Regions from separate parts of the Danio rerio genome. Here region 2 is linked to region 1. Evidence: chromatin contacts called from public Hi-C data. All regions are on one chromosome and are shown on one strand. The core of a region is the stretch at or near the end of the contact, and the rest is flanking DNA. Distances in the headings are between cores, read along the strand shown.

Region 1 (4,508 bases), core at 703-3,202:
CCTCAAAGCTTCATACAAAAGCGGATTTTTGGACACATAAAAACGCCTCAAAAAAATCGAAATCTTTATTGTCCACTTTCAGTAGAAAAAATATTTAAAATATTACTAAATGTTTAATATTATCAAATAATTTTACTAACCATGAATATAAAAAAGAAAATATGTATACATCTTGCTTACATATTACCTGTAAAGTTTTTACACATGATATAAGAGCAATATCACATGATTAGCAGTGCAATATGGCTAAGTGCCTTCTGCCCGATTCACATAGGGCTTCAGCATAAACGCTTGACGGACGACATGTCTGAAGTTGGGGCTGACATGATTGTCAAAACAGCGTCAGCCAAAAAAAATAGTCCACAGTCAGCTATTGTTTGAGCTAGGGTATTTGCATGAAGCGATCTGATTGGCTGACGCTTCCATTGGCACATAAAAAGTTGAGAAATTCCCAACTTCTACAGTGAGCAATGCCATTAAATCGGTGCCAATGGATCCAATGGTATCTGGATGCAGCCTTTATGATTGCAAGCTGAGATTGCATCACTTAGTGGGTAGGGTTAGGGGTGGGGTTGGGTGAGCGTATTAAAAAGCATTGGATGCTGCTTAGATTGCACTGCACCAAATCTGTATCCAGACCCCTCTCAACGGATCCACAATTCAGTTTAGTAAGGCTTGGCATCACCCATTCATTGTGAATAAGAAACATTGAAGCTGACGCCCCTGTGTGAATGGGCACTAGTGTCCCACAAGTGATGATATACATCCATATTGCACTGCTACAAGTGTTAAATTGCATTTATACAACAGTTCGATGGCATAATCATGTATATAAAAAAGGAAATCATACATGCAGTGTCTAAAAACCCTTTTGTGAGAGAAACTACTTTCTTCCGCCGACATCAGAACATCAAAAGTTGTTACTAATTTACCAATGTCACTTCAGAGCCTGTATTTGACTGATTCTCTAATGTAATGTCTAAAGTGATGACATTACAAGGGATTTTGCTGTCATTTTAAGATTATAAGGCTGAACAGCATGAATTGCCATCAGTCTTCAGGGATTTCCAAGTATTTCTGTTGCAATCTGGAGATCACAATAATTCAATAATTCATTGATTCATTTTCTTTTCAGCTTAGTCCCTTTATTAATCTGGGGTCGCCACAGCGGAATGAACCACAAACTTATCCAGCCTGTTTTTACACAGCGGATGCCCTTCCAACCACAACCCATCTCTGGGAAACATCCACACACACTCATTCACACTCATACACTATGGACAATTTAGCCTACCCAATTCACCTGTACCGCATGTCTTTGGATTGTGGGGGAAACCGGAGCACCCGGAGGAAACCCACAAAAGAGAGAGATCGACTTAGAATGCCACTTCAAAACATCAGTAAGAGAGCTTGACAGTGATGCTTGAAAAGGGTCTCAAAAATGTGAAATCAATATAATGTAATATATAAATGAATAGGCAGAGTGATTTATACATCATTTTGTAGTAAATACTAGAAGAAAATAAACGTATTACTCTTTATTTATTGTGTTTAGTTTTTATGCCACCTTGCAGTTACTTCAATATGCAAGTTCTTCTCAAAGAAAATAAATTGTACATGCTGAAGCTGCTGTCAAATTATCATCACAAATTATTAAGTATAACACAAATTCTAGTCTCACATTCTACACCATGTCTAAACGGAAACACCGAAAACATCCCTATGCAGAATCCATCTGAAATCTCCATCCATTCCAGCAAGACTAAGCTAGTACAGTGTTCAGGCTGACAGAGCCAACCTCCAAACCTTTGCTGACATTCAAAACGTCCATCAGAGTACAAGACAGCTTGATTCTGAAAGGACAGAGGATGTGGTCCACTACATGTTTGTAGGTCCCCAGGCTCTGGAAACAGTTCAGCAAGGACAGACCTCTTACCCTCTGTTCCCATAGCAACAAAGGCCTTGTCATCCCTAGTCGAGTGGATGTCACTGTCCTCCTCTAACTCCATAATGGGTTTGACCCCTGATCTCTGTCTTTCACTGTTCAGAGGACGTGAGACACTCCTTAAGTGTGAAAACACAGACTTAGCCAACTGCGCCGTCCACCAAATCAGCCACGACACTTTCTAAGGGTTAAAGCACACTAAGCATCTACAAATAGTAAGCTTTTAAAAGTGGTTGGTTTGAGGGATTTTGTTTCAAATGTGCATGCGATAAATCCATTCAAGCTTACCTCATTAAAGCGCTTTTTAATAGGGTAATTGGAAATAACAACAAAGTTATCTTACAAATATCATGTGTAATTGGAATAATTGGACATAAGGAGTAATCAGCTTTTCATCCTCGTATATCTACACACTCAAATCAAAAATGAGGATATTTTAAGATATGTCATGGCCTTTAATGAGTTTATTCCACCAAAAGGTTTTCAAAAGGTCAAAAATATTATTTACTCTCCTCAATGACATTCTACACTTATCCTCTTGTTAAGTGTGATGTTATGAAAAGTGTGATATATGAGAAGACTCAACAAATGGTAATAATAAACGTTTACAAAGCGATGTAATAATTATGTGTATATTTATATATATATATAAATCACTGCCTAATATCCGATGGCCAGAAATTTATGATTTTTTTATGTTAAAATATTGGTGTCTGTGTGGCAGAAAGTCCAGAGACGGATGTGTACATCATATTTTTATATAAAATAACTTTATAAAGACTTTAATAAAATTAATAAAATGTAAAATATATATTATATAATTTAATTAAATTTAAATATTACACAGTGGAACCACCAACTTACCAACTTATCCAGCAGTAATTCATATATATATAGTCAGAATTATTAGGCCCTGTTTGGAATTTTTTTTTTTTAATATATTTTCTAAATGATGTTTAATATATATATATATATATATATATATATATATATATATATATATATATATATATATATATATATATATATATATATATATATATATATATATATATATACATATATATATATATATATATATATATATATATATATATATATATATATATATATATTTATATATATATATACATACAAACCATCATTATACAATAACTTGCCTAATTATACCCTGCTAAGATAACCTAGCTAAGCCTTTAAATGTCACTTTAAGCTGTATAGAAGAGTCTTGAAAAATCTCTAGTAAAATATTATTTACTGTAATCATGGCCAAGATAAAATAAATCAGTTATTAGAAATAAATTATAAAAAACTATTACGTACGTTAAACAGAAATTAGGGAAGAAAATAAACAGTGGGGCTAGTAATTCTAATTCAGGGAGGCTAATAATTCTGACTTCAGCTATTTATAAAAATTGAAATTGAATTGATATATATATATATATATATATATATATATATATATATATATATATATATATATATATATATATATAATTTAATAAAATATAAAAAATCTTTCATGTGTGATATGACTAAAAAGTAATCATTAACGAGTTATTTCTCAATTCAAATGAGTAGTGGCTTGGACCCGGAAACAGTAATTCATACGTCACGACTTAACAAGCGGATAGGCCTATTAGGGGTAGGGTCTTTCTTCTCTCATCAATTTTCATGACATTGACACCCCTTCAAATATGGAAGTATCCTACAAAAGTAAAATCAATATATTAATTTATGCAAAAGAATGCCAAGGGGGGTTTCTCGTATGTTATTTATTCTTTTCTATATACAGAAAAAATCTAGCCTTCCACTTTCAGTAGACAAAAGCTTTAAGAAAACATTTTTACTCTTTTAAAAAAAACAAAAAACAAATACAAAGCAGTACATTTATGCTGCATACAAATCGTCATAGTACAGTTTATGCTGCGTACAGCGCTATCAGACTTTAACTCTCACTATATTTCTAAGAAACTTTAAAAAAAAAAAAAAAAAGAAGAAGCAAGACATAAAAACTGTAAACGTTAAAACTTCTCCTGGTCACCAAACCACCCTCAGACCATAAAAGATTTATCCTAATTACCAATTCAACTTTTATCTAATTCTTGTGCAGATTAATAGTTTTAATTTATGATACATTTGCGCAATTGTGAAAATTGTATAGATAACTAAATATGTTTTGAAATGCTTTACATACAGTACAGAGGACACGCTTATCAAAATTAAATCAGTTCAATCAAGATACATAAAAAGCACAGTACAATTATTTTAGAAAAATGTTGAAACTTTAAATGAAATGTTGCTGTTATGCGAATAATTGGTCAAAACAGTTTACAGTTTTTGGTTGAAAACTGAATTGAAATGGCTTGTTAGACAGTAATGAATTAATAACAACTTATACAACCCCAAATCAAAAAAGTTTGGGTCAGTATAAAAACAATGCAAATAAAAAAAGAAAGTAGTACTTTCTAAATTTACTTTCATTGCTGACAATACAACAAACATTATTTAATGTGTTCCTCATTTTAATTGTTTTTATTTTTTTGTTTTTTGTTTTTTTTTC
Region 2 (4,181 bases), core at 825-3,324, 210 kb before region 1:
TAAATTAAAAAAAGAGTACAAACATACAAGAAGCCCACTTCACCTGAAACACTTCCCACAGCTCAAGCAAACAAAAACATATAATCCAAAAAGTACAAATAATTTTATATACAAATCATTTATAAACATTTAAATTGGAACCAAAATTAATATTATTTACAAGTTTTTCCCAAAAAAATGAAAAGTAAATTAAGTAAATTAAAAAGAATTGATCTTAAATGATCTAAAAAAGAAGAAAGATTATTCCAGTCAAAAAGAGCTTTTCATTGAAAGGACCCGCTTCTGTTGTAATCCTAAACCCAAAGACATTCTGTTGCATGTTGAAGAGAATATGAGGGGGTAAATGAAACAAAACACGCTTTAAATAAAAAGTTTTGCTTTTTGATTTAGTATTATGTCAAATCAAACTTTGGCTAAACATTTAGCTTTGGCTAAACAGTAATATTTGAGCAATGATATATAAATTATGCTTAAAAAGTGTAATATATGTGTGTGTGTGTGTGTGTGTGTGGGGGGGGGGGGGTCTTTGTGTGTGTTGTATCCTATTCCTCACGTCGTGGAAACCAAATCAAGTATAGCAATACCAGTAAATCCTGACAGTATATCTGAGTTCCTACAGTATAAACGTATGTTTTAGAACCTCATAAATACAAAATATGCTCTATGTAAGTCTTACAGAAATATCTGAAAGAACCCTGTCAAGACATTTATATGTTGAAGCACTCAAAAATCGGTTGATTTGTATAAAGTGATCTGGCATGAGGATAAATTAAGCAGAGCCAACTCAGTACAGTCTCCGTCTCTCCTGCTGAACACACATAGGCTGATATTTTTCTACAGACGGCCAATAGGTGTCTCTGTAAACCATACAAACACTATCAGCTAATCTCAGTCCTGCTAACATTCACTGACTCCATTCACACTGATGAAGCTCAGCATCTCTGCCGCGTCCCAGAGGACAGCTGCCATTGGTCAACATGTATTCTGATTCAGTTTGTATTATCCGTAACTGGAATATTATTATAAGTAATTATAATTTCTATAATTAGTTACTTTACTAATATCTAATTGAAATAAATAATATTATTTTTGTATAAATATTTAGTATTAAATGTAGCAATAGTAATGTATTATTATTATTTAACAATAATGCCTTATTGGCCATGATGTTTGAATTAACTTATTGAATCTATTGCTAATTAACTATTAATTATTATTATTATTATTATTATTATTATTATTATTATTATTATTATTATTATTATTATTATTATTATTATTGTTGTTGTTATTATTATTATTATTATTGTTATTATTATTATTATTATTATTATTATTATTATTATTATTATTATTGTTGTTGTTGTTGTTGTTGTCACCAACAACTATTTCAGTTAAACAACAATTTGTATTAAATAAAGTTTAATTTATATTAATGTATTCAATGTAAAATCGCCTCACAGCAAGAAGGTCACTGGTTCGAGCCTCGCCTGGGTCAGTTGGCGTTTCTGTGTGGAGTTTGAATGTTCTCCCAGCGTTTGCGTGGGTTTCCTCCAGGTGCTCCGGTTTCCCCCACAGTCTAAAGACATGCGGTACAGGTGAATTGGGTAGGCTAAATTGTATGTGTGTGAATGAGTGTGTGTGGATGTTTCCCAGAAGTGGGTTGCAACAAGAAGGGCATCTGCTGCGTAAAAACGTGCTGGATAAGTTGGCGGTTCATTCCGCTGTGGCGACCCTAGATTAATGAAAGGACTAACCCGAAATTAAAATGAATGAAAAAATGAATGAATGAATAATATTAATAATATTAATAATAATAAAAAAAATAATAATAATAATAATAATAATAATAATAATAATAATAATAATATTAATAATAATAATAATAATAAAAATTCACTAAATCTGAAATCCTTAAATCTATATCAAATAATTCAATGTGTTTCTCTTCCCACCTCTTTGCACCCAATCTCTCTCTCTTTCCCAGTGCAGTGGCAGCAGTAGTGAAGGGGGGTCAGACTGTGGTTCCCAGGATAAAAGAGCTAGGCTGAGGGCTCCTCTCAATCACTAGTCCCTCCAGGAGGTGAGCTTCACGTGGCGATGAGAGGCCCGTCGGGGGTGTGGGGCTGTGAGCTCCATTTAGACGTGTCTATCTCAGGAGGAGGACGCTGTTGACTCTCCTCTATCTCCTCTGCCTTTGGAGACAAAAGGCATGCAAATATTTGGTGTGCTGCTAAGCCTCACAGAAAGCATATTCAAAATGTCAGGGTGCTTATTTTGGGGCGAGGAGGCTCATCTCTGAACAGCTGGATTCAGTGGGATGGCCTGACGCCTGTTGAGCACCTCCCAAATGCTTAAGGGGCCCTAAATGTACCTGTAATGGCCATTTGGATCACATGCGAATGAAGCTGTGATGAGCCCGAGGTCTCTGGTGTAGTAGACCACACTCTCAGAAAAAAAGGTACAAAATTGTACCTTTTAGGGTACAAATGGCCCGTCACTGGGGTGGTACCCTTAAGGGTACAAATTTGTACCTCTATTATAAGGTACAAAATTGTACCTTCTACATTTGTACCCTTTAAGGGACAATTTTGTACCCTAGACACTGAAGGTACAAAAATGTACCTTTTTATATTATATAGTATTTTCAGGGTACTGACCCAGGCATTTTGATCCTTTGGTGACTGCATGCACAAATAAATAAATAAAATATTTTGGTTCACAGATGTCCATTTTTATTTATTAATGTAGAAATATTTCATTACAACTCACAACTGAATGTGTTAAGAAATAAAATTACACAGCAAGTAAAAAGCAGACATGTAAAACAGTAAAAAGAACAATTTAGATAAGAATAAAAACTAAATAATCTACACTTAATACAAAGACCACAAGAATACTGTTTAAGATTTATAAACACATTACACAGGCTACATCAAGTACTGCACTTTATAAAGTCTAAAGTATTTGTCTTTAGTCAGAATACTCGGTCATAATAAATAATTTGTCATCAAAATTTTCTCTGAATTTCAGAATAAAGGCAAACTTTCTCTATAAATTGCTTAAACAGTGCAGAAAACCATACATCAGTTGCCTCTTCCTCAACACCAGTAGATTACTCCTCATCATCCTCAAGTGGAGTTGTAATTTGTTGTAACACAATATGTGTTTATGCTTTTGATAAACATGACATGTAAGGCACTCATATCTCGAAAATGTTCTTTGATAGTCATTAGGACCACAAGTTATTTAAAAATTTGCTTTATGCATGAATAATAGCAGTGTGCTGGATTAACTTGATGATTGTGATTATCCCAAGAGCATGTAGAGAAACAAAAAACAAGGTTGATCACTCTGGTAACTGGAGTAGGTCGAGGCTTGTCACCGTCCACCGTTCATTCAAAACATTCCACTGCAGAAACATCAAGGTGTTCTTCTAATAAGATGAATGTCAAAAATGTATATTCATCCACATCATTAGCCCGGCCAATCGCAATCCCATCAACTCTGAAGACTGCCGTGACTCGTCTTGTTAACAGTTGTCCAGTCGGTGGCCTCCTCCTGTACTTGAACTGTTGAATGTGGTGAAGATGGTTCACTGTAAATGACAAAGCAATAATTACATTAATATCAGTCACTCTATCACTGATGAAGAGAAAATCAACATGCATAGAAAGTAAAATAATTAATATTCACTGATTAAAAAAAAAAAAGTATCACAGATTAAAAGACTAATATAAATTTCATTCATTCATTCAATTTCTTTTCGGCTTAGTCCCTTTATTAATCTGGGGTTGCCACAGTGGAATGAACCACCAACTTATCCAGCATATGTTTTATGCAGCAGATGCCCTTCTAGCTGCAACCCAGTATTACGAAACATCCAGACACACTTATTCACACACACATTTATACACTACAGACAAATAAGCTTACCAAATTCAGCTATAGCGCATGTCTTTATACTTGTGGGGAAACCGGAGCACTTGGAGGAAACCTTCACGAACACTGGAAGAACATGCAAACTCCTCACACAAATGCCAACTGACCCAGCCGAGGCTCGAACCAGCGACCTTCTTGCTGTAAGGTGACAGCACTACCCACTGCGTCATCCTAATATAAAGAATATCAAGCATTATAAAATGCATTTATCACAGCATATACTAAACAGAAAACAACAT

The links. A called contact is a pair of places that touch in the nucleus more often than the background predicts.
Region 2: a Hi-C map of an unstated tissue shows a contact between it and region 1, with 4 times the contacts expected there. The contact joins two enhancer-like sites. A contact is called at or near these places in 3 of 18 Hi-C or Micro-C datasets (caudal fin, embryo and an unstated tissue).

What each region holds. Positions count from the first base shown.
Region 1 is chr1:39,455,580-39,460,087 of GRCz12tu, reverse strand. No RefSeq gene overlaps it. Among named protein-coding and RNA genes, the nearest start is that of lsm6, 110 kb to the right of the region's middle. Within about 2 kb of position 1,952, at least 6 of the 62 cell types and tissues checked have an H3K27ac peak or open chromatin away from gene starts, as enhancers often do.
Region 2 is chr1:39,663,369-39,667,549 of GRCz12tu, reverse strand. LOC141383310 (a long non-coding RNA gene) reads right to left here. Exons shown (of 7, transcript XR_012404326.1): 6 at 3,937-4,113; 7 at 2,717-3,598. Among named protein-coding and RNA genes, the nearest start is that of pou4f2, 93 kb to the right of the region's middle. Within about 2 kb of position 2,074, at least 4 of the 62 cell types and tissues checked have an H3K27ac peak or open chromatin away from gene starts, as enhancers often do.